4 separate regions of the Mus musculus genome follow, and regions 1, 2 and 3 are each linked to region 4. A link is a contact called in public HiChIP or PLAC-seq and promoter capture Hi-C data. All regions are on one chromosome and are shown on one strand. Each heading gives the region's core, a stretch centred on a gene start, on an enhancer-like site or on the middle of the called end of the contact. The rest is flanking DNA. Distances are from core to core; before and after follow the strand shown. Region 1 holds the start of Vti1a (vesicle transport through interaction with t-SNAREs 1A). Region 2 holds the start of Acsl5 (acyl-CoA synthetase long-chain family member 5). Region 3 has its middle 20 kb from the start of Gm31965. Region 4 holds the start of 4930552P12Rik (RIKEN cDNA 4930552P12 gene).

The links. Promoter capture Hi-C pulls out the DNA fragments that hold promoters and counts their contacts. HiChIP or PLAC-seq counts read pairs in DNA pulled down with a chosen protein or histone mark.
Region 1: a contact with region 4 is called in a FOXA1 HiChIP or PLAC-seq map of pancreatic cancer cells. The contact joins the promoter of Vti1a here to the promoter of 4930552P12Rik in region 4. A contact is called at or near these places in 2 of 39 promoter capture datasets (liver and stem cell-derived epiblast-like cells) and 4 of 115 datasets of contacts at active chromatin or transcription factors (embryonic stem cells, large pre-B cells, pancreatic cancer cells and 1 more).
Region 2: a contact with region 4 is called in a promoter capture Hi-C map of liver, with 4 times the contacts expected there. The contact joins the promoter of Acsl5 here to the promoter of 4930552P12Rik in region 4. A contact is called at or near these places in 5 of 39 promoter capture datasets (cranial neural crest, embryonic stem cells, liver and 2 more) and 2 of 115 datasets of contacts at active chromatin or transcription factors (embryonic stem cells and pancreatic cancer cells).
Region 3: an H3K27ac HiChIP or PLAC-seq map of differentiating embryonic stem cells shows a contact between it and region 4, with 2.6 times the contacts expected there. The contact joins the enhancer-like site here to the promoter of 4930552P12Rik in region 4. A contact is called at or near these places in 1 of 39 promoter capture datasets (hippocampal neurons), 1 of 15 datasets of contacts at CTCF or cohesin (the NIH/3T3 cell line), 1 of 484 Hi-C or Micro-C datasets (cerebral cortex) and 5 of 115 datasets of contacts at active chromatin or transcription factors (differentiating embryonic stem cells, embryonic basal ganglia, embryonic stem cells and 1 more).

The regions. Positions count from the first base shown.
Region 1 is chr19:55,314,200-55,320,069 of GRCm38.p6, reverse strand. Vti1a (vesicle transport through interaction with t-SNAREs 1A) reads right to left here and starts at 4,013. Exons shown (of 8, transcript NM_016862.4): 1 at 3,526-4,013. The coding sequence starts at 3,619. Zdhhc6 (zinc finger, DHHC domain containing 6) reads left to right here and starts at 4,034. Exons shown (of 11, transcript NM_025883.4): 1 at 4,034-4,274; 2 at 5,298-5,769. The coding sequence starts at 5,503.
Region 2 is chr19:55,249,428-55,254,637 of GRCm38.p6, reverse strand. It overlaps Acsl5 (acyl-CoA synthetase long-chain family member 5), which reads right to left and starts at 1,269. Exons shown (of 22, transcript NM_027976.2): 1 at 472-1,269.
Region 3 is chr19:56,132,069-56,137,894 of GRCm38.p6, reverse strand. No RefSeq gene overlaps it. Among named protein-coding and RNA genes, the nearest start is that of Gm31965, 20 kb to the left of the region's middle. Within about 2 kb of position 3,589, at least 44 of the 459 cell types and tissues checked have an H3K27ac peak or open chromatin away from gene starts, as enhancers often do. A contact at or near this core is called in cerebral cortex and differentiating embryonic stem cells, where this site is marked.
Region 4 is chr19:55,699,430-55,704,787 of GRCm38.p6, reverse strand. 4930552P12Rik (RIKEN cDNA 4930552P12 gene) reads left to right here and starts at 2,584. Exons shown (of 4, transcript NR_045318.1): 1 at 2,584-2,660. It overlaps Gm41871 (a long non-coding RNA gene), which reads right to left and starts at 3,645. Exons shown (of 3, transcript XR_877940.2): 1 at 3,576-3,645; 2 at 3,055-3,175; 3 at 2,161-2,903.

The DNA of each region.
Region 1 (5,870 bases), core at 2,764-5,263, 390 kb after region 4:
CCAAAACTATTTAAAATATATATATATATATCTGGCAGCTTTAATGGTCTCCTAAACTTTGCACGGTGTGACAGCTACTCCATTAAACTCAAGGGTTTCCTTCTAAGCAACACCTATTTTGTGGCATCTCTGTTAACTCCCCTCCCTCAATTCCCTTCTTTCCATCACCAGAATTCAACACCATTTCTACTTCCACATGCTAAAGCCCTGACAGCCCATTTCTCTTCAAATATAGGTTTTCGTCAAGAGACTTAACTTCACTCTAGATTAGGCACAGAAAGGATGCAAGAAGTTCAAGGTTCCCTTTAAAGTACAATTTCAATGACAGAGTCTGAAGAGCTGGATCCTAGCCAGCCCTGCCCACTGCTGACTGAAGCCCCGTAGAGTAACTAAATGGCATCTCTCGAGGGCTAGTTTGCTATGCTTCCTCTGCTGGTGTGCCATGCTTCATTTGCTGAAATGAGCACCCTTCCTTCCCACTCTACTGATGGACGAGGCAGGCTTACAGAGCCAAGAAACTTGTCCACAGCTACGTGTAGTAAGATTAGGCAGAGGTGAGATCCTAAACAGGTCTGACACCAGCAGCCTGAGTCTTAATCATTCTGTCATGATACAGTCTTGGAACATTCTAACTATAACCCTAGCAGGAGTCACAATTGCCCGTGGGGAGATAAAGAAGTAATTGCAGAGTAAAATTCTGTTGAAGACCCTGAAAGATGCCTGCCTGCTGTGACGCAAGCTCCACCTTGCAGAAAGAACTCTGCTGCTAAGAAACTCACTCCCAGCACAAACACAGGACTGTCACATGGGCTATGTCTTGGCTCGTAGATTTCCCTGATTTGTCTGACTTCCCCACAGAACAATCACCAGTAAAATTCAATCTTTAAATTTAGTAACCACAGGGTATTCATTAAGGGACTCACCCATCTCACAGCTACTAAAGTTAGTTAAGATTCAAACACTTCAAAGAGCAAAGTCTTTTCACTGGTAAATTATTACAGAATAATCAGTTTCTTTTTAAAATAAAGCTTCAGAATGTTGGGGGTTGTTTGTTTGTTTGTTTGTTTGTTGTTGTTTTGTTGTGTTGTGTTGTGTCCTGTTCTCTTTGGAAGTCTCCTTAGCAGCTGCACAGGCACAGCAGAGAATGGTTCATCTCCACAGAGGCTCAGTGCTGCAACTTAAATCAGCTGTTATTTGGGAGAAGGAGCTGCTTGGACTTTAAAATTGGCTCCAATTTTTAAATCGTTTTAATTCAAATAAATTACCACTCCTCTCTGGGTCTGTCTCAGCTGAGTGACACAACCATTATGATGCTGTGGGATCTTTTAGTTACAGTAATTATGTTAACAATATAATTATTGGTAACTATATAATCCCATAGCAAGGATACTGCTCTTGTCATGGTTATAGTATCAATTCCTGTTAGTTCATAAATTCATGGAAAAATATCTTTTTCTATCAATTAGGAGCAAGTTAAAAAGGGAGCAAGCACATTAACAAGAAAACCACTGTGTTTTCAAGAATCATTTAATTATTCAAATAAATATACATTTTCCCCCCACAGTGCCAACAAGACAACCTCCTTTCAAATGAAACATGGTTGCTGTGTGTGGGTCTCACATTACACTAAGTGTAAGGACAGGGATAATAGCATCTTTATTTTTTAAAATAATTCAACTGTTTCCTTATATGTAGTAAAAATTTTAAACACAAAGGCAAGAAAATCAATTGTAACAAAATCTATTTTCTTAGAAAGAGTCTTCAAAACTTTATATTCAGGACAATATTACTTTGTAAAACAGTTTCTCAATAATAAAGCTATTTGCCCAAATTATATTTAAAAAAAAGTTTCTACTGCTAAAAAACAAACAAAATATTAAAATTCAAAATGAGCAAAATCCAACCGCGACTGCACATCCTGGTACTGAGGCTCTGGGACTCAATTCAAAGGCACGAGTCTCAGACAACAACGGCAACAAAATCAAGATGATCTTGGGCAATGGAGACAAGTGGGACTGAAGAGAAGAGGTGAAGTGAAGTATCATGAAGGCAGGAGGCCATCTTCCATCAGATTTTTTTTGTAAAAATCTCTGAGGCAACACAGCTCCATGGTATACGCTACACTGGTTCTCTCCCCTTGCTCCCTTCCTTGAACTCATAAGCCTCTTTAAGACATCATTCACCTCCTTCCGAGCTAACTGAGACTTCAGGAGGTAAGTGGGATGGAGGCTCAGGGGTCCTGGCTTCAAGCAAATATCCCTAGTAACAGAAAACAGGGAGGGGTGATAAGGGAAAAATTATTTATAAACATAAAGATTGGGGGAAATTCTGGACAGGGGGTGAGGAACAACTTAGACTCAAGAGAAGTTACTGCTGTCATCTTGGCCTGGGGCTGACCAGGTAAGAAAGTGAAGATACCCACAATTCTGCAGACCAATGAGAATCATCTCTTCTACACAGTATGCTCCAGAGCTGGAGTAGAGGCAAGTTCAGCAGCCCAGTGATCATTCAATTTCCCTAACGAAACTGAGCCAATAAATAAATAAAACTCACAATTTGTCTGTTACTAACTACTCAAATTAAATCTGTACTTAAAGAAAAAATCCTAAAACACTATCTTATAAGTCACAAAGTATTATATAACAATCCCTTGCTTATTCACAAAAAAAAAAAAAAAAAATCTGAGCCCTTAGAAAAGAAATGTCAAGAAAATCAGACAAGGCTCCCACCTTCCCACTGTTGACAACCTAGCATGCAGGGTAATACCTGGAGGATGCTGAATTGTAAAAGTGAGCAAAGTTGTCCTGTACGAAGTTTCATATAAAACTGGGTTATAGATACCCAAGAAAGATGAGAATCACAGAATCAGGGCAGAGGTCTGAAAAATAGGAATCCTAACAAGAGCTAAGACACAGGGCTTCACAGCTGCGTATCAGTTAATCTTCACAACCGCCCTGAGAGAGGTACGAGTCTCTCGAACCAAGAAGGAAGTTTTGAAGGATAACGAAAACTTGCCTAGGAGACAACTTCTAAGTGGCAAGGGTTAGACTTGAATTCAGGCATCCTAGCTCGTCATTCTAGTGTGCCACGAATAAGGATAACAGAATTATTGACTAAAACGACAACGCTGCTGCTGCATTTACAGATCCACAATCTTGATACTTTCACACAGTTCCTTTGAATACTCATATTTTACAAAAGATAAAAAAAGATAGAAAAAAAAAAAGAAAAGGAAAAAAGAAGAAATCAAGATGCAGAGCAATGTTTCCAAGGCTATACAAGCTTTTAAAAAGCGGTGGGGTAGGAAACAGGCGCCACCCCCCCAAAATGGTTTCCACGCAGAAGGTGCTTTGCATTTGAAGCACATTTAATGCCAATCACAACCTACTACCCAGAACGCACCCCTCCCCGGGCCGCCAGCACCACCCACAGCAGCCTCGCGCCAGCGAGCCCCGCGTGCCCAGGCGGCGTTCCGCGGCCCCCGGCTCTCCAGGCCGCCCCCGCCCGGCCGGGCAGGGTACTCACCGGGAGGGAGCCGAGGGACCCTTGCAATCTTGCTGGTGATCTCAGCAGTGAGCACTGCGAAGTCCTGCTCGTACCCTTCGAAGTCGGAAGACATGGCAGCTCGGGCACGGCCGGCCGGAGCCGGGTTCTAGCGCTCAGAGCGGGACTCGCCAAGGGCGCCCGGCCTCGGCGCAGGGACCCTGTGAAGAAGTCTCCACAGCACAGCGGGAACCGGGAACAACTCCCAGCCCTGCCGCTTCCTGGTTGCTCTACGCAGTCCTTGTCCTCCGGAAACTGCGCTGCCTGCGCCTTTTCCTTTCCACCCAAATCTTCGAACGTAAAACTAAAGAAAAAGTTCACTTTCGGTGACCCCTAAAAAAAAAAAAAGACTACGAAAGCCCACATGCTCTCGGGTATCACAGAATACACGTCCCCCACACTGCAGCTCCAGAGAAACGGCTGGAGCGCCCCCAAACTCTAAGTTGCAGGCGCGGGCTTTCCGAGGGAAGATTGACGCCGCGCACCGACCGGAAGTGGCTGTGGCGGAGCTTGCGCCGAGGACCCGAGCGGGAGGCTCACGGCGGCCGCGTGAACCAGAGACGCGCGGGTCCGAGTTCCCCGCGCAGGTCTCGCCGTCAGGGTTCGCATTCGGCTTGCTCAGACTGAAGCGCTCATGACAGAGCTATAAGGAGGAGAAAATCTGTTCCGCTGAGCCCGGGCCGTCCCGGAAATGCGATGGCTGTGGAGCGGGCACCGGAGACCAGACTGAGGTGGGAGTCACCGCAGGGGGTGCAACCCGCTTACGAGGCGGTCTTCGCCTCGACCTAGTCGACCCAGCATCTCCAAAATATCGAGCCCAGACCTCGCTTAATAAGACGTTTGTCCTGTGAGTGAAGATCCCAGAGCATCCCGCACCACTACATGGGCGGGAAACTGAGGCAGGCACCGACCGGGCTGGCGCATCTGCTCCGTGGGAATCCGTTACGCATACGTCATACCCATGTGTCATAGGTCTTTTCCCGGCTCATTTCACTCCATTCAGAACTCAGGTCTACAACTATTCCCCGTGCGTGCCTTCTTCCCTTCTCCCTCGGCCCCGGAGGGAATTATCCCCCCCCCCCCGCCCGCTTAAATCCACTCTGTGCTCGTTCTCGTGCACTGCTTCAGTTGTGATTTTTCGCGCACACACATGCGGCCTTCTCGTTTTAATCTCACCCTTCTTCCTGTACCTTTAACCCCGATCGATTGCTAATGTTGGCGCTTGGGAGAACAAGTGCCCAGTTATTAATACACAAAGTATTATATGCGTAGAGCATGTCACAGTTAATTCACAACTCGTTGGGAGGCAGTTTAGAACGTCCTAAAAAAGAAGTTTGGTGCTTCTATTCTGGACTTAGCTGTTACTTGTGACCTTGGTCGGTCGATATAATCACAGTCTCTCTAAGCCAGTTTCTGTTCTAGGAAGAATTAGATACGTGATAATTAGATAAGACCCTGCTTCTCAGCTCCCTAAGTCTTTGTTCTCTCTAACGATCCACTAAGCTAGGAGTAGTCGATCCTTTCTGGCACTTTGAACAGAAGAGGAAAACTGTTTAATATGTCCGGTTTTCGTGCACTTCAAGCTCGGACTGTATTCTGGATAGGTCCAAAGTAATTATTTTTGTTCTCGATAAGAGGTGAACTCCACACTAGTGTGCTTTCGAGGTGCTGAGTCAAGTGCTCCTTGGAGTTAAATATTAAATAAATGGCATATGGACTTTCTAAACGGAGTTTTCCCATCTTGTTTTCTTTAGGCTGTGTTTCAAATCAACCTATATTCTCCTGTGAGATACAGAGTTCTGGAGGCCACAACTGAAAATGACATACCCCACCTCAGTGACCCTTCAGCCAAAGGCATGACAGCTCAGGCACACACATGGACTTGTTGCACACAGAAATGTGTGCACAGGAAAAGGAGATCTCTAGTTCTTTAGAAGAAAGAAGTCATTCTTCACCAAGATGGGCATATTCTGCTCAGTAATCAAGTTTGAAAATCTTCAAGACTTAAGGAGACTGTGTCATTGGGGTCCCATCATAGCCCTGGGTGTTATAGCAATATGTTCCACAATGGCCATGATCGACTCTGTCTTGTGGTATTGGCCCTTACATACAACTGGAGGAAGTGTGAACTTCATCATGTTGATAAATTGGACCGTCATGATTCTTTATAATTACTTCAATGCCATGTTTGCTGGTCCTGGCTTCGTCCCTCGGGGGTGGAAACCGGTAAGAAAAAGATCCATTTGACAATGACCTTTGCATAATTTTTTTATGTTTAGTTTGCCATTATGATAACGTTTTGGTTTTTACCTAATCAGCCTCTGTCC
Region 2 (5,210 bases), core at 20-2,519, 450 kb after region 4:
CCAAAACCCTTTAAGAGCATCTTAGGTCTAACCAGTGTTTATAGCTCTGAAAAGAGACCCAGCTTCATTCGGCCTGTATCTCCATCTCTTTGGACTGATTCCTTAGCTCTTACCATCAGAGGGAGTCAAAACTCAGTGAAAATCAGGGTTAACCCCCCACCCCCACCCCCCAGCCCACCCCAGGGAGCTATGCCGCCACGTGCTCGGGTCTGCCAAAAGGTCTCTGCTTGTATTCCACCCCTTAAGAGAAAGTCCCTCCCTGTGTCCTCTTCCTCCTTCCCCTCATCCCTCCTGATGCAGAGGAGCCCTCCACTCCCAGGCAGAGAGAGCATGGCGCGCACACGTGGAGGCACAGCAAGCTTTGAATTCCAAGCAGCTTCCTGAAGTGGGCAGGGAGGAGGGATTTGGGATGCCTCTGTCACGCGTGCAGGAGCCCCGTCCTAGGATCACACCCGGCTCCAGATCCCTTACCCTGGGAAGGGCCGCACGCACGCCTTGGAGCTTCCGAGTGAGGCTTTCTGGCTCCGGCTTCTTGCTGGCAGGAGAGCCTCGGTCCTCCCTTCCTCACCCCGGGCTTCTCCGCGGGCAGGGTGACTTCAGAGCGTCCATGCAGGCAGGCAGGCAGGCAGCCTGGCTAGTGGCCCCACTTCTGCCCTGCCCTGATCTGTCCCAGCCAGGCCATAGCCGGGCTTTCTGACATGCTGGTGCTGGGGACTTCACTTCCTGGTTTGGCTTTTTTTTCCCTCCTCCTTCACAACTGAAAGTGGAACCGCTTTTGACTAGGAGGAGACAGATATCCAAAGCTACCCTAGCCGGTTTTCAAAGCCTTTAACCTCAATCCCCAGGGGCTGAAACACGAGCCACCTTTGCATCAACACAGTCCACCTGCTCCCGCTGGTCCCACTAGCTCTTCTCCAAGATGAAAATCCAAATGAAAACGAGTTGAGGTGGCCCTGGGTTCATTGCCAGAGAAACGGAGGTGACGTTGTTCCCCGCTGCGTTCGCAGGACAGGAAAGTCCAGCTAGAGGGACCTCCGCCCTTAGGTTAGATGCAGCACGACTGTCTCTTTCTCTGTGTAGCTCCTTTCGCCAGTCCCCAGACCTCCCTGATTCAAAAAGCCAGGCACCTCTGCACCTCGCAGAGACAACAGAATAGATAAATAAGCCAGGAACCACGGGGGCAGAGAGCCATTCAGTTGAAGTGGCTCCCTTTCCGCAGACACACCAGCTCAGCTCCGGCTCTCACCCCGCCAAGTTTAAGGATGAAATGTGTTCTGTGACCCCTCTTACACCTCAGCATTATCCGGGTTCACAGTTGTCTTAATCGATCACCCTTTGAGGTTCTGGTCTCCCAGGGACACAAGGAGACCTCGGTCTCAGAATTGGAAGAGAGATGACAGGTTCTGCCCCCTCCCTCTCCCCCACTCCCGCTGCAACCTCACGACACGCAGAATCAAGTAGCATTTTCCCGGCCTTGATCCCTCCAAGGATTGACAGGAAGTTCAAGGTGAAGACTTCACTAGAGTGCTAGCCTACCTTAGGATTCCTTCTTTGTGCAGAGAGCACCCCATACCCACCCACCCCTGCTATAAAGACCAGGAAAAACAAACCGGTGCCACACCTCAGAGACCTGCAGGTCTGACCCCTTGGGAAGGACGGATAGAGGTGCCTCTAGCTTTTGTTTAATTTTGGAGCTCAGCTTCCCAGGAGACTTTTCTCCCCCCCCCCCCCGGCGTCCCCCCCCCCCCCAGGAAAACCTCAGGTGGGAAAGTGCATGCCAAGCCTCAGATGTCTATCTAGGATATCTATCTCTGGTTTCTAAGTCCTGTTTTATCCCATCTCCCATAGCAGGAGCACACCAACTAGTCTAATTGTTGTTTTTGACGTCATGGATCTCTAGAATTAAGTGTCCGTTTCAGCAAGGGCTGGGTCATTCTAAGATCTTGTTGTCTTGTCTTTCCATCCAGTTCCACCGCATGGTAATGACACTCTAAATGTTTCCCACATGGGGAGGATTCTGACATCGCCCAAGATTTCTATACGATGGAGCAGACCGTAGAGACAGACTAGGTCAACTATAGCTCTACCACTAGCTATACTAGTGGGTTAGGCATACTACTCCCCTTATAGGAGATGCTCCTAATGTCACCACATACCCTGCCTTTAGGATGCTTTCCAGACCCTAAGAGTGTCACAACCCGGAAGTCCTTCCTCCCTCCGGAGACATCAACAATTGTTAAGTGGCTCCTCTTAAGAATTTCTGAATGGAAGATGAAAGAAACCTGCATCCTTGCTCCAACTTTACCCTTTACAAAAGGCTTTATACCCTCACATTCTCTTCCAATTCTTTTGATTTTTTTTTCCTCTTCTAAGAGTCAAGTGGCTCAAATGTTTTCCTTTCAAATTGACATCTTTCTTTGCCTCCCACACAAGTGAGCTGAGAGATTATCACCCCTGTTATGAAAGAGCTTTAGTCAGGTTACAGATGAATACACACTCACTTTCTCCCCCGCCATATCTATCTACTCCCTCTAGCCCATAGGCCAGAGAAGGCAGCTTACCTCTTGAGAATGGTCACAGCAGCTAGGTTGAGGAATGGCTTCTCTTGCAGCTAGCTCTCTCTGTTCAGCACCACATGAAGCTGCCTCTGCCTTTCCACGCTCCAGGACGAGGCGCACCTGAAGCCACCGGATCTTGCTCTGAGTGTCCTGCCAGCTGCTCTGGAACCTTTGGACCTGTTTCGATAGAGGTGCAAAGGTAGAAGTTACCTGCTCACTCAGAGTCACCTCTGACAGAAGTGGAGAATTTGGCAAAAGGTTAAACAAGAGATTGTTAGGCAATGGATTTAAGAGGGGGAAGAAAAAAATAGAGCAATTGGCTCAGAAAGCTGCCATTGAATGGGGTGGAACTTTTTAAAGGTCAGCTTCAGGGAAGGGACAGGCATGCGTATGACTTTGCATAGGAGTTTTCTCCCCCCCCCCCCCCCCAATCTATGGGTCTGAGACAGGAAGAGGCTAGACTAGACAATAAGGCAGAGAAAGTGCACCTTCACTTCAGGAAATGGGGAAGTCACCCATATCGGCTCAGGCTGTGCCTATAAGATCTGGACTGAGTAGAAGTTTGTGTCTGGAGATGAGCCTTCTAGGAAAGCCAGGATATTTCCAGGATTCCAAAGCAAAGAAACAGAGATATCCTGAAGTCCCCCGAGCGTGAGTCAAAAGACAAGTCAAAGTGCCAGAGAGTGTGGGGTGATGGGACCAGGCAGCCCTACTGGCCCCTAGTGAGACACCAGAGGCTGTTGCCTCATGACTCAGCCTATCTTCTTCCTTCTATCCATGTGGAAGGTGCGCATCACTACACTGTTACTAAATCATTAAGACCACAAAGGTATCATCATAGAGATAAGAGGCTCTGTAGGCCAGGCAAGATTTTACTTCTCAGGAGAGGACAATGAGCCCTATTCAAGAGGACACTAAAACCTTATAATCAGGTAGCAGACAACCTAGGCCTGAGGCAGGGTCACAGATGTCCAGCTCTGTGTTTGGTCCTTCTGTAATGCTGTCCCACTGGCCAATGGGTAGCTAGCCACTGATGGTCTGTTAAGCTTGAGTGCTTTCGCTGTACCAGGCCTATAGTATAGAAAGGCTTATTTTTTTAATGTACCTGATCAGGAGACCAATATCAAAGTCAGGCATTAGCACCACTTCCTGCCCGATTCTGTATGGGGTTAGCAAGTTAATAACTCAGGGGTCTTCACGGGCAAGATTTTCATCCAGGTCGTAAGTGCTTGGACCTCAAAGTAGATCTCAAAGGTCATCTCTTCCTAAAGAGCCCCGACTTAAGTTTCCCTCCACCCAGAAAGAAAAGGTCTCCTAAGAGGCTCTGGAGAGCCCCGTGAGAACCTCTGACATCAGTGCTACCAGACTGGACCAGAGCCAAGGTCTTCTGATCAGCAAACGACTGACTGAACACCTGCTGATAGCACATTCTCTAGAGAGTGAGATGCACCAAGCCATGGTTTCTACACTTTAGTGCATGTCACAATCCCCCAGAGGGAATGTTACAACACCATTGTCTTGACCTGCACCATGTTTTTTTGATTCTGTAAGCAGGAGCTGGAGCCTGAAAAATCTGTATTTATATTAGTATCACGTGATATGGGGTTGCTATTGTTCTGCGGTCACCCTAGATTCATGTTTGCACCAACCCTGCTTTGAATAGGACCAGATACTCGGATACCTACAGGGGCTGTATTAGGGATAGCCTTGGTTATGACCACTTTTGACCTAGATGTAAACTCATGCTTTTGGAGACGTTGGCCAGTTAGCTGAGTTCCAGCAGGAGGCTTTGGCTGAGCAGGAGTCCTGCCACTGACTGCCCATGCCGTCTTTACATAGACCTAACTCAAAGTCACTCAGGGTCAGAACAGGATGACCCAAGTGAGTTTAAGTACTGGCATGATTGCGCCATCAGTGACTTAACTTAGCTTCATTAGTTAACTTTATCCTCAAGGGCATCAGAGACTCCAAAAGGTGATATGCTGACCTATGGTGAAAAGCCCAGAGTCTGGGTTGCTAATGCTCTAGCAGGCCACACCATCTATCTCTCTCTTAATATGTATATTACATGTATATACATAATATATATTATATTACTGCTTTATATATGCCATTATATTTTATATAAATTCTGCATTACATAATATTAGCATTATTATCTATTGCATATGTGTATATGGTATGTATCGCTGCTAGGTGTGTTTGCAGGTTGTGTTTGCACACATGTGGAGGTCACAGACTGATATTTGGTGTTTTCCTTGATTGTCCTTCACCTTACTTATTGAGACAGAGTTCTGCCTTGAACCCAGAGCTCTCTGGCTAGTCCACCTACTCAGCTTGCTTGGTGGGAAATCCCCCCATTCCAACCCTGAGAAGCTTTGGGACCACAGGCAGGTCTCTCTGTCTACCTGGGGCTTATATGTGTGCTGTGTGTCTGACAAGCAAGTGCTTTTCTATTGAACCACCTCCCCAGCTCCCACACCATCTCTTGATGAACCACTGTCTCTGGCATGTCTCCTCAAACACCATGGTTAGACAAGGCTTCTTTATTGCACTCAACAGCCATACATTTTAGAATGCAATGGTTTTTAAAATCCCTCTCAATTTAGCCATCCAGCAGTCACTAAAAAAGTGCAAACCTTCATTCTTTTA
Region 3 (5,826 bases), core at 2,340-4,839, 430 kb before region 4:
GGATCTACTTTAAAGTGAGACTCAGAGGCAAAGGTTTTCTAGCTGCAGCTACAAGGGGATGAAGGTGGGACCCCTGATTCTCAGTCCTGCAATACCAAGCTTAACTGGACGCCGAAGGGACTACCCAGTTGTTTAGCTTGTAGGATCTTGAGCCAAGTTGTCTGAGGCTGAGTCCCAGCTCTGGTATTTTGACGGTTAATCTTGCTTGCTAACTCAGTTGGATTAAGAAATACTTTGAGGCTGTTTCCAGAAACAGTTAAATCCTGAAGGCTCTGTGCTAATGGATGGCTCTATCTACTGATGGCATTATGGGTAAATGTAGAGCGGGAGGCCTAGATGGAGAGAGTAGGTTACTGGGGCATGCCTTTAAAGGCCATGACTGGCCTTTTCCTAAATCCCCTCCCTCTGCTTCCTGGCTAGCATGGAGTGAATTGCTCTATTGTGGCACACCTCCTTACAATGGGACTGACACCTCCAAAACCAGGAACCACAATAATAATCCCTTCCTTTACGTTGTTTTCTCAGATAGTTTGGCCATAGTCATCAGTAGCAATTGCCACTCTTGGCTCTGCCCACGGAATCTTGGTTCCTTCATCTCTAATGCCCAGTAAGGACACCTGGAGCTAGTCCATGGAGACGGCGAGGAGGGAAGAGAGAATATGACATAAAAGATCTTGTATGCTATCCTGGTTAGCTTTCTGTCACGTTGACATAAGCCAGAGTCACCCGGGAAGAGGAACATCAATGAAGAAAATGCCTCCATCAGATTTGCCTGTTAGCAAGTCTGTGGGCATTTATTTTCTTGATTACTAATTGATGTTAGAAGGCCGTGCCACCCTGGGCAGGTGGTCCTGGAGTGTGTAAGAAAGAACACCGAGCAAGCTGTGGAAAAGAAGCCAGTAAGTAGCGTTCCTCTCTGTCCCTCTGCTTCACTTTCTGCTTATGGCGTTCCCTCTTTCAGTTCCTGCCCTGACGACCCTCACTGATGACTGTGACCTGAGAGCTTAAGTTAGAATGAACTCTTTTCTCTCCACGTTACTTTTGGCCACAATGGGGTGTTTTGTTGTTGTTTGTTTTGTTTTGTTTTTGTTTTTGTTTTTTTACCACAGCAATAGAACCCCTAACGAAGCCATATGGCTTAGGAATGATTGGGCATAAATGCATCTTAATCACTTAGACTTTCCACTCGACTAGGCTCTCCTGGTATGTCTTAAGTGACAGACCCAGTAATCTCGGTTCCTGTAACATGGGTGTCATGGGATGGAGACCTCTACTGCCTAGAGCGGGGAGATGTGCTAGATAGATCACAGCAGCCTTACTGAATCACCCATGGTTCATAGGACACAAACACTGACTACAAACACCACCATACTTGCCCAAGAGCCCCAGCTAAGTAAAAGGACTTCAGCCCCTTCCAGGGACTTTATCAATACACCCTTTTTGTGTGGAATAAAACACCTCTTGCCCACGACTTGGGGCAAAGATTGTAAAAAAGTACTACTACTAATAATAATGATCTTGAGGGGGAAGAAAACACAACAGGGCTCCTAACGGCTCCCCACACAGCGCAGACTGTGTGGAAGCTAAGAGAGGCACTGATATCTTAGTCTTTTACAGCTCCATACAGCTTAGATTTCTTACCACAGCTATGCATTGTTTCATCCTAAGACATGGAAACAACGGTCCGGTGCTCAGGGGCATGCTCTGTGGAAACTGCCCAGAGAACCTTCTCCACAAAATAAAATAATTTAAAAAATCTTTCTTTTTGGGAAATTACTTCCTGTAGGAAGCCCTTCCAGGTGGAGCCTGCCACTGCTATTTCTGCAAGAGCTGCCCTTTGCCTTACCTGAGTGATGAACTTTGCTAATCCAGCCTACTACTAACCAACCCACCCTAGAGCTACAGCATCAGTAACAACTCAGTAAAAGGCCTGGGGAGCAAGGCCTACAAACAGTGCGAGCGAGGTGCCTGCTTGGTCTGAGCATTTCTCTCGAGGAGGCCAACAGTGTGTTACCAGTTTTGGCCTCCTGTCTTGTCTTTATGACATGTGTTCTGGTGGGACCAGAGCCAAGGGAGCCAAGAAACGCTCCAGAGGCCTGACCCAGGCTCAAAGTTCTGGGAAGCCTTCCCTCTACATGTGACTTCTTAGCTGGGAACTGGAAGATGAGGAGACAGGCTGATGAGGTGAGAGGGCTGGGGAGGAGGCTCCGTGGATTTGGGCTGAGCACACAGGCAGGCTCTGAAGAATACAATACTTAGTTCCCAAGGATAGGAGAGGAGGCCCAGCCTTCAGGAGCCTCAGAGCCTCGAGGGCAGGCATAGGATGGGGCCAAGTCACGTGATGTCTTAAAGAGTGTGGGATTTTAAACTTTTCCCTGAGAACAGTTCAAAGTTCTGGAGAGATTTCTCCTAATGGGCTTATTCCACTTTGCCCCACTGGGTCCAAACTCAATTCCTGGCAATTAATGGGCACCTTGTGATCAGCTTCATAGCAGAACCAAGCCACCCCAGAGAAGATCCTCTAAGCAAGGTGACATATGTCGCCTCTTCCCCGCTCTCTTTGTCTTTTGCTATCTAGTATAGAACATAAAATCTACCCAGGGAACTGTGGCAAGGAAGGCAAACTAAGTTAACTCTTCCGGCCTCACAGTCTTGCCCTGAGCTTCAAAATGGACATTGGATACCGCCACCCTGACCAGTGAGACAAGCAAATTAAAACTGGTGGGTCAGGAGTGGCTGGGGGTTTGCCAAGGACCCCCTGGCAGGTCCCAGGTACTCTGAGCATCATGCTTTGGCCGGTAGTCAAGGAAGGATCCCCCCAATCTCCTGTCTAAAATATGTATTTATAGGTTTAATTATGTGAATTCACTTGCCCTTTGCTCAAAGAAAGTAGATACAGGGGCATTTTAATGCTCCACAGAAATGAAACTGTGTTGAAGCCAGCCTGACCTCAGACCGAATGTCAGAGCCGTTGGATTTTTTCAGCAGAAACATAATACTTTTTATAGAATGGGAAGTCAATTGAGAAATCATAAAAAAAAAAAAAAAAAAAAGTAGAGTTGGGAAGGGCTTTGTGCTCACCAGGGTTAGGTCCCTAGAGCCACTGTAGCCTTGTTCCCTGTGGGGAAGGGTCTAATGTTTTGTCCACTTAAGTTTTAAATATCTCAACCAATGGCTCATTCCTGGGAATACCTCTCCCGGGGCGCTAGATCTGGCCCTGCCTGTCAAGGCCCCTTCCTTGCTCCTCCATCTCACTCAGCTCAATGATATAGACAGGCATCTGCAGCGTTTGAAGCAAAAAAAGCCTTGCCTTTCTTTCCCTTTCATCTCCATTTCTCCTACCTGTGGAAACTTCCAGATCTGGAACGGGGCGGGAAGGAAGAGGCAGAGAAAGGAGGCAAGCTGAATATTTGTTCTGAAAGCGGCCATTACAAGAAGCCAAACCCCAGGCCTGGAGCCGACATTTCAGCTTTGGGAACAGGCAGGATCCATGGAACCTGCCTCACTGAAAGCTCAAGGAACCAGCTCAGAGCGGAGCTGCCTCTCGCCGCAGTAGCTGGGACAGAAGGTGGCAGCACAGCACCAGGCTGTAAGGTCTGCAGTCGTTGGAAGCTGGGGACCATCCTAACCCTTCCGGGCGTCCAGATCCCTCCTCTAGCGTCAAGAGTGTCCTGCTTAGGCTAGGAGTGACCCAAAAATCAGCTTTTAAAAGGCAAACCTCAAACATCCAGAAGTGTTCGAACGTGGTCGATTTTCTATGTAAAAACATCATGTTGCTAGAGTTTAAAAGATTCCAAATGGGGTCATAGGGAGGATCCCAAAGGACTTAAACATATAAAGTTACCCTCTTATCCCATGTAGGTAATTTTTAAATAAATTCAGAATACGTGCATCTTTCTTCCTTTGCGCTCTACAGCACTTCTCCAGCCATCTCTGAATTTCCCTTTGGTGTTCCTGTTTTCATTTGCTGATTTAAAAAAAAAAAAAAAAAAAAAAAAAACTTGTTTGGTAGTGTTTGCATGTAGTCCTTCCAAAGCAGGGATCCACACAGTAAGCACTTCTGACTCAAGAGCTGGACCCCTGCTGGGGAGCCAATTAAATGCACTGCCCACCAGGGAGAGTGTGATATTTTTTATTACTTTCTAATTTCGGGCCCTGAAATGGCTTCAGTGATCAGAACGTTTTTTTCTGCCTTAGAAACCTAAAGGAGCCAGCGAAACGATGCCTTTGATTTGTATTTTATTTATATCGGTCCATACTGGCCAAGTGCACACTAAGGATTTCCCTGGGGCCTCAGAGGGTTGCAGGAGTGGAAAAGCAAGACAAAGAAAAAAAAAAAAAAAAAAAAAAAAAAGCACAAAACTTTCTCACCCAGTCGCCTCTGCAGAGCAGGGAACTGTCAGGAACACTGGGAAAGGCTTTTTTGAGAAGTCGGTGAACTGAGAAAAAATGGATAGAAGAATTGGAACAAAACCATTTCAGTGGATTTAAATCTATTTAAACGACAATAGTAAATCAAAGCCATGCCTCTTTCTCATTACCAGTGGCCCCAGTGGTAGGGCCTCATAAATGCTGGCTAAGAAAGACTTGTGTTCCTTTCTAAATACATTCACAGGAAGCCCCACCCAACCCAAGGTGCAAGGATGCTTGCTTCTAAACTCCTGTTTGTTTTGCGTTTCCTTCTCTTCTAAAAAGCATCAGCTTCCAGCAGAAAAGCTTCGAAGGGGCAAGGAGGAGATCCAAACAGACGCTAATGAGGAAAAGAGAAAGTGAAGTCAAACTCTCCCTGAATGCCTGGATGTTTATTTATTTATCTTTGCAACAAGCAAGGATGCTTTAAAATCTAGAAGCACTCCTGGATAAAGCAAACCAGACCAAGTAGCTCACAAAACACCAGAAGCTCAAATTCTGAGCTGTTCCAAATCCTATTCACCTGCCAATGGGGTCTTGGCTGAAAGTCCTCGTCTTTTGTTTTTTCTTTTGTTTTTGTTTTTCCCTTTTTTCTTTTCCTTTTCTCCCGACTCACTGTTTAGCCAGAAGGTAATTCTGAATGCTTATGGGGGAGGGGGGACATTCCTACTAGCTAGTGCTCCCCTTAAAAACAGGAGCTGTTTCAATTCCCATTAAGCTGCTCTCTATGATGTAAAGTCTTTTAATGAACAGTCAGCTCGCGTTGAGACTATACGTGTCGAACCCTGCTCGCTAACAATTTTCATAAAATGTGATTCAAGAATTAAAAATTGCAGTGCTCTAAGAAGGTGGCTACTGTATGTTATTAGACAATGCTCTGCCAAGGCAATCTTTCCTATCTCTTACGCAGAAATCCCATGGGAACAAAACTGTTTACTCTGATTGTGTACAGCCTCTGCAAGTACCACTTTATCATAGGATTTAAAGTTCAACAACTTAGCAGACAGTATTTATTATTTAAGGAAAGGCTAAGTGTTTCTTCTGGGCTTCTCCGACTTCAAAATCACAAAGCAACCCCTCTCCTCTCTCTGCTTCCCTTCTTTCTGTTCCCTTCCTTTTCCCTCCCTTCTTTCCCTCCCTTTTCTTTCTTTCCTTCTTTCTGTCTGTCTGTCTGTCCGTCCGTCCATCTTCCTCCCCTCCCTCCTTCCTTCCTTTCCTCCCTTTTAACTTGCAAATTGGATGTTGTTGAGTTCTTAAAGTCCTTAACAATTCATTATCCCTTCAGGAAAATTTAACTCGATTACTTAAAATGGCCAATCTCCACTTTAAGGGAGAATATTCTATATAACTTCAGCTTAAAAGGCAATGTCCCAGATTAAATACATATACATATATATATATATATATATATATATA
Region 4 (5,358 bases), core at 1,335-3,834:
CCCTCTCCCAGATCTTGCAAGTGTGATGTGTAATCTGGTGACAAAGAGTGGGGGTCAGCACTGGGCCCCAGGCTTCCTGATGATTGGATTTGGTGGATGAAGCTCAGTCTTTGCTTCAGGAAAGATAGCGGCCGCAGGGGATACGGTGACCTCATGCTCACAGGTGTGACTTAGCTGCCCAAGGTACCTCCATTTGGGCCACATTCATTTTTTTTTTTTTAAATCCAGTCTCTTTATTTGAAAGCCTAAATCCAGAAGCTAGAACAATGAATCAGCAGAAGTAGCAAGTCCACAAAAGCCACACGGGAGGGAAAGGAACTAAGGACACAGACCTTCCCCAGGCCACCCAAGCCTCTTTTGAAGTGTACAGAATAACAAAATATCCAAAACAAAACAAAACACATGCACAAAACCCAACAGAAGCCAGAGTCTGTGTTTCTCGGGGCTCCTTAGCCAATGGTGTCGCTGAGAGGTTTAAATGGCACTATTTGTTTAAGAGCTAAGCTGGTGCTCTTCTGTGTCTTTCACCGGGAACAAAGCACAGCCCTGGCCTAGGCCACGGGGACAGCCATTAGCGGGAGAAGGAGGGAAGGCGTGTGGGCCAACCTTTCAGTGTGCAAAGGGTCTTGCTTTGTTTCCTCCTTCTCTCAAAGTAATTTCTTCTTGGCAAAGCTGCAGGGTTGAGATATGACTAGATTATATCCAAATTAGAGAGAGAGAGAGAGAGAGAGAGAGAGAGAGAGAGAGAGAGAGAGAGAGGTGAAATCTGCGGGAAGCAATGAACAATGAACAGATGTGCCGTGGCCCTTTGACCTCCTCACCCTGATGACTCCTCTGTCACTGTCCTCACCCGTTCTCACCTGTGATTGCAGATTGGTACTCTGAGCTCAGGCTGAGGTACTTTGAGGTACTTCCAGGTGGAAGGACTCTCAGAATGAGCCAGGCAACACCACCCTTGTGTTGTTTGAATGAACAGGTGACAGGCCCACAGAGCTCCCCTAGGGACCCTATAAAGCTCTCACCCCGAGTTGATAGAAACGTCCACATGGACACAGAGCTGACCCTCCCACCAGCTTTTAGTCCCAGGTTGGCTGCTTCCAAATAGTGGACTAACACAAGTCCCATGAGTAATGTGAGTTTCAGCTTCCTCAATGTGAACTAATAGGAAACTCTCTACCTTCTGGGTTGAGTGTGGGATGGGGTGGGGTTCCCAGAAGTCAGACTATGGTAGTAGTGGGATTCACAAGCTTTTTGATCACAGTATCCCTGCCACTTGTAAAAATTATGGAGCATACCAAAGATGCCAGAAAATTCTATAAAGTGTGTCTCATTGACTACCAGATATCATAGATCCTATGAAAAAGTCCATTTATATTTAAGGTACAAGTGGAGTCTTTGCATACCATGAGTAAAGTCATGGGTTCAATCCATAGGTGTGTGTGTGTGTGTGTGTGTGTGTGTGTGTGTGTGTGTGTATGGTAGAGAGAGAGAGAGAGAACATTTCTCAATATGAAGTATTGAGAAAAGGGTTAACTCCATAGGCCCCTGGCCATTGGAAACCCAGCATCAGTGCATTCAAAACCATTACATAATTCCCTGTCCGTCCATGCTACCAAAAGCAGTGTATAGTGTCCAGAGAGTCGGCTTTCTTTTTTAAGAAATATTTTAAAAAATTTTATGTACATGTACACTGTGTGTGCACATCTTCATTTGTGTGTACACCCGTGAAGATGCTCTCAGAGGTCGGCACAGGATGTCAGATCTTCTGAAACTTTATACGCAGTTGTGGACCATTCATTGTGGGTGCCAGGAACTGAAACTAGATTGGTACTTCTGACTGTGTCATGGGACTGGTGTTTGGACTTTGCGATCTTGAAGTTGATGGATAAATGCCAGGAAGAGAGGATCTGAGGCAGGAATGCCACCAGAGAGGGCAAGTGGAGGTACCAGTGATCAGGACTGGCCAGACTCCCGTTCACGTTCCTATAGCTGCTTTGCACATTGAATCCTGCTGTTGGAAAGCACATGGGGCCACGTGCAGGAGGGAGGGAAGATAGGTGGCCGGCCACCAGGAGTGGAGGGCTTCTGGGATACTCCAGCGACCTGGACCCAAGAACAAAGACTTTTATCCCCAATTCTTTGTGAGACAACTTTGAAAGGACACCTTTGATTCCAGAGTGGCTGTGTGGGTTGAGTGAACTCTTGCCTCCTTAACAAGAAGGCAAAAAACTGGGTGAAGGAAAGGACACTATTAGCCAGCATGAGTTAACGGGAAGGGTTCTGTCTATTTGCCAAATGTAACCACTTTCTTTGTCTTTGGGAAGTTTTACTGAGTCGGTACACTTAGTGCTGCTTCCAAGAAGGCTTTGAGTTTCTCTTAGTCTTTCCTGATGCTTTGTCCCCTGTATAACCTCGTTGACTGAAGTCTGGGGAAGACAAAAGCTGCTGCACACCTCATTGACTGAAGTCTGGGGAAGACAAACGCTGCTGCACACTTTATTGACTGAAGTCTGGGGAAGACAAAAGCTGCTGCACACCTCATTGTCTAAAGTCTGGGGAAGAGAAAAGCTGTTGCACAGCCTTATTGACTTCGGTCCAGGGAAGAGACCTGGCTCACTGCCTTCTTTCCTCATCCATAGGCTGGCTCCAAGACCTATGTGGTGAGTCAAGGCCATGGGTCTGCCTTTGGGCTTCTTTTGCTTCCACCTGTTCCTCTGGTTTCTTCTTCCTGAACCTCAGGTTGACATCTGTCAGAAAATTTGGTAGCCACCAAAGTCAGGGCCCACCTAGTCTGTCTTAACAACAGCGAACAACTCCATCCTCCTCAGCTGCGGTGTTGTCAACAGCAAAGGGAAGGCTGGACCTGAAGTCTCTGGACGTTAGACGCTGGGTGGAGACGGGAGCTGTGAGCATCGGAGGACATCAGTAAGCAAGCAGCATCCTTCCAAAGACCAAGGGCGAGGGCAGGATGAGATGCTCAAACTAGCACCTCATCTACACGCGGCTGTATCTTTACTGATCTAAGAGGACCGCAACGTCATGAGCAATACTTACTTATTTTAGGCTTTGCAGGCCTTGGGATCGCCACTGAGCAATTCCACTACTGTAGTAGGGAAGGCAGTGCGGACAGTAAGTCAGTCATTCCATGGGGAATGTGCTCCAGTCAAACTCGGGGCTGTATTTCAAAAACGGGGGTCAGAAGAACGTGGCGCACAGGCAGGCATCACGTGCCACCCCACCCCCACAACAAGCACTGTCAGGCAACAGCTCTGTGAAGGCAGTTTGCCTCAGGTCAATAATGAAGTAAACTGCCCAGGGCTGGGAAAGCAACTTGGGCGAGGTTACAAATCAGAATGGAGACCCCAAGTGGACTGAGTTCTAAAACGAATGTTGCAGGTCCTAATTTGTCTCCGTGACTTGATTTGCCATGAATCTGAGAACACACTTAGTTCCGGAACACTTAGCAGAGGGATCTTTGACACCCAGGATGAGATTTGAGGGTCCCACCCTCTTCCTGGGACACCCCAGAGAAGCCAGATGTCATCGGCTGTTGCCACCTACACTCCAGATCTTACCAAGAGGGAGGTGGTCACAGCTCCCACGCTGCCAGGATGACTGGGCAAGAAGCAGGGTTTGGCCAACAGCTTCCTGGCGCCCAGTTAAACTTTTGACTTTCCAAATTAGAGAAGTTGAAAGTTCTTCTGGGTACTTTTTTTTTTTAAGGGAAACATGTTGTATTGTTAATTATTTACCAGAAATGGCTCTCCTCTCTCCTGTCCTAACCAGAGTTATGTTCCCTTCAGTTTTCCGCCTCCCAGTCGTTTAACACTGAATGCAGAACTAACTGTTAGGGGTTTCTCCTCTCAGACTAAGGAAGGGTGCACTTGCCGAAGGACAGGGCTGGTGGAAAGGGCTATGTCCTCTCTCCAGAGTTGCTTTCTCTCAGCTGCCTTGAGTCTGATCTGTGGTTTAGCCACCCAGTTCCTCCCGCTGAGTTCCTCTCTTATCTGAGGTATTTTATGGACTCTCTCCACAGAAGCTGCTTGCGTGGGGGTGGGGAGGGCTCCCGATCCCATTGTCACCGAGGTTAAACATTAAAATGATCAGGTTTCCTCCCCACCCCAACCCTGTCACCTTTAAACCCCCTTTTGGGCACACCTCCCCGGCTGAGGCAGAAGGTGCTAATGGCCTGATTTACACCTGTGTAAAGTCAGGAGCAGCGCTAAGGAGCCTGAGAGTAAAGGCCAGGGAGTTGAGGCCACCAGGGAGACCTACACACAACAACTCCCTGGACAGAGGCATCCAACACAACTCTAATCAACTCTAACCGCAGCAAACACTGCTGTAAGCAGTTTCCGAATAGCAGGGAAGGAGTTAAGAGGCTCTCTCGTTGGAGGCACCTCTCCACGCAGCTCCCAGGGCACAGGGCTTAGCCCAGGATCATGTATAATTGATACCATCAGTCTCATGTATACCCATTCCCCATGCTGATAACGAGGGAACATCCTAGCAGAGGCAAGGGCTCAGCATCCTAGGTTGAGGCCATTCTCCAAGCACTCCTTTCAGAATAGGGGGACTATGGGGTACGCTGCAGGAGCCAGTGGTAGAAGAGGGGCAGCAATGACTTTTCTGGGCAATGACATCCCAGTTGTTTTCCAGTCAGACAGATGGGGGTTGTGTTTCTTTTTCATAATCTCCTGCCATGCTGTGTGACCTTGGGATGGTCGGTTACCTTCCTCCACTAAGTTTCCAGACTCATGTCCTGTTCCCGTAATCGACCCTCATCGCTGTGTATGTGGAGGACGGCAGTGACAGTCCCATCTCTTTTGGGATCTTAGGAAGGTTATGTGAGCTTCTACATGAAGTACAAAGGTTTAATTCAACATATTTTCACTTGGGTGAGAATGTGACTCAGTTTACAGAGCACTTGCCTACTGCACAGGGAACCCTAAATATGACCCTCTGCACCACAGAAACCAAGCAATATCACAGCTGGTGCACCTTGGAGGTGGAGGCAGAGAATTACAAGTGGAAGTGGGGTGAGCTGGTGAGCTGGTTCAGTGGCTGAAGGCACTTACTGCTTTTGCAGAGGGCCTGGCTTCCATTCCCAGAACCCACATGATAGCCCACAACCATCCGTGCTTCCCTTCCAGAGGGTCTGAAGCCTCCTTTGGACTCCGTGGCCCTCAGGCACTCCCGTGGTGTACCTACACAAATGCAGGCAAGCACACATACACATAATTAAACTTGAAGCACAAGGTCATCTTGGCCTCACATAGCATTTGAGGCCAGCCTGAGCCATGATGACCCTGTTTTAAAAATTAATTGACTCGTTATCATACATATTTATGGGCACAG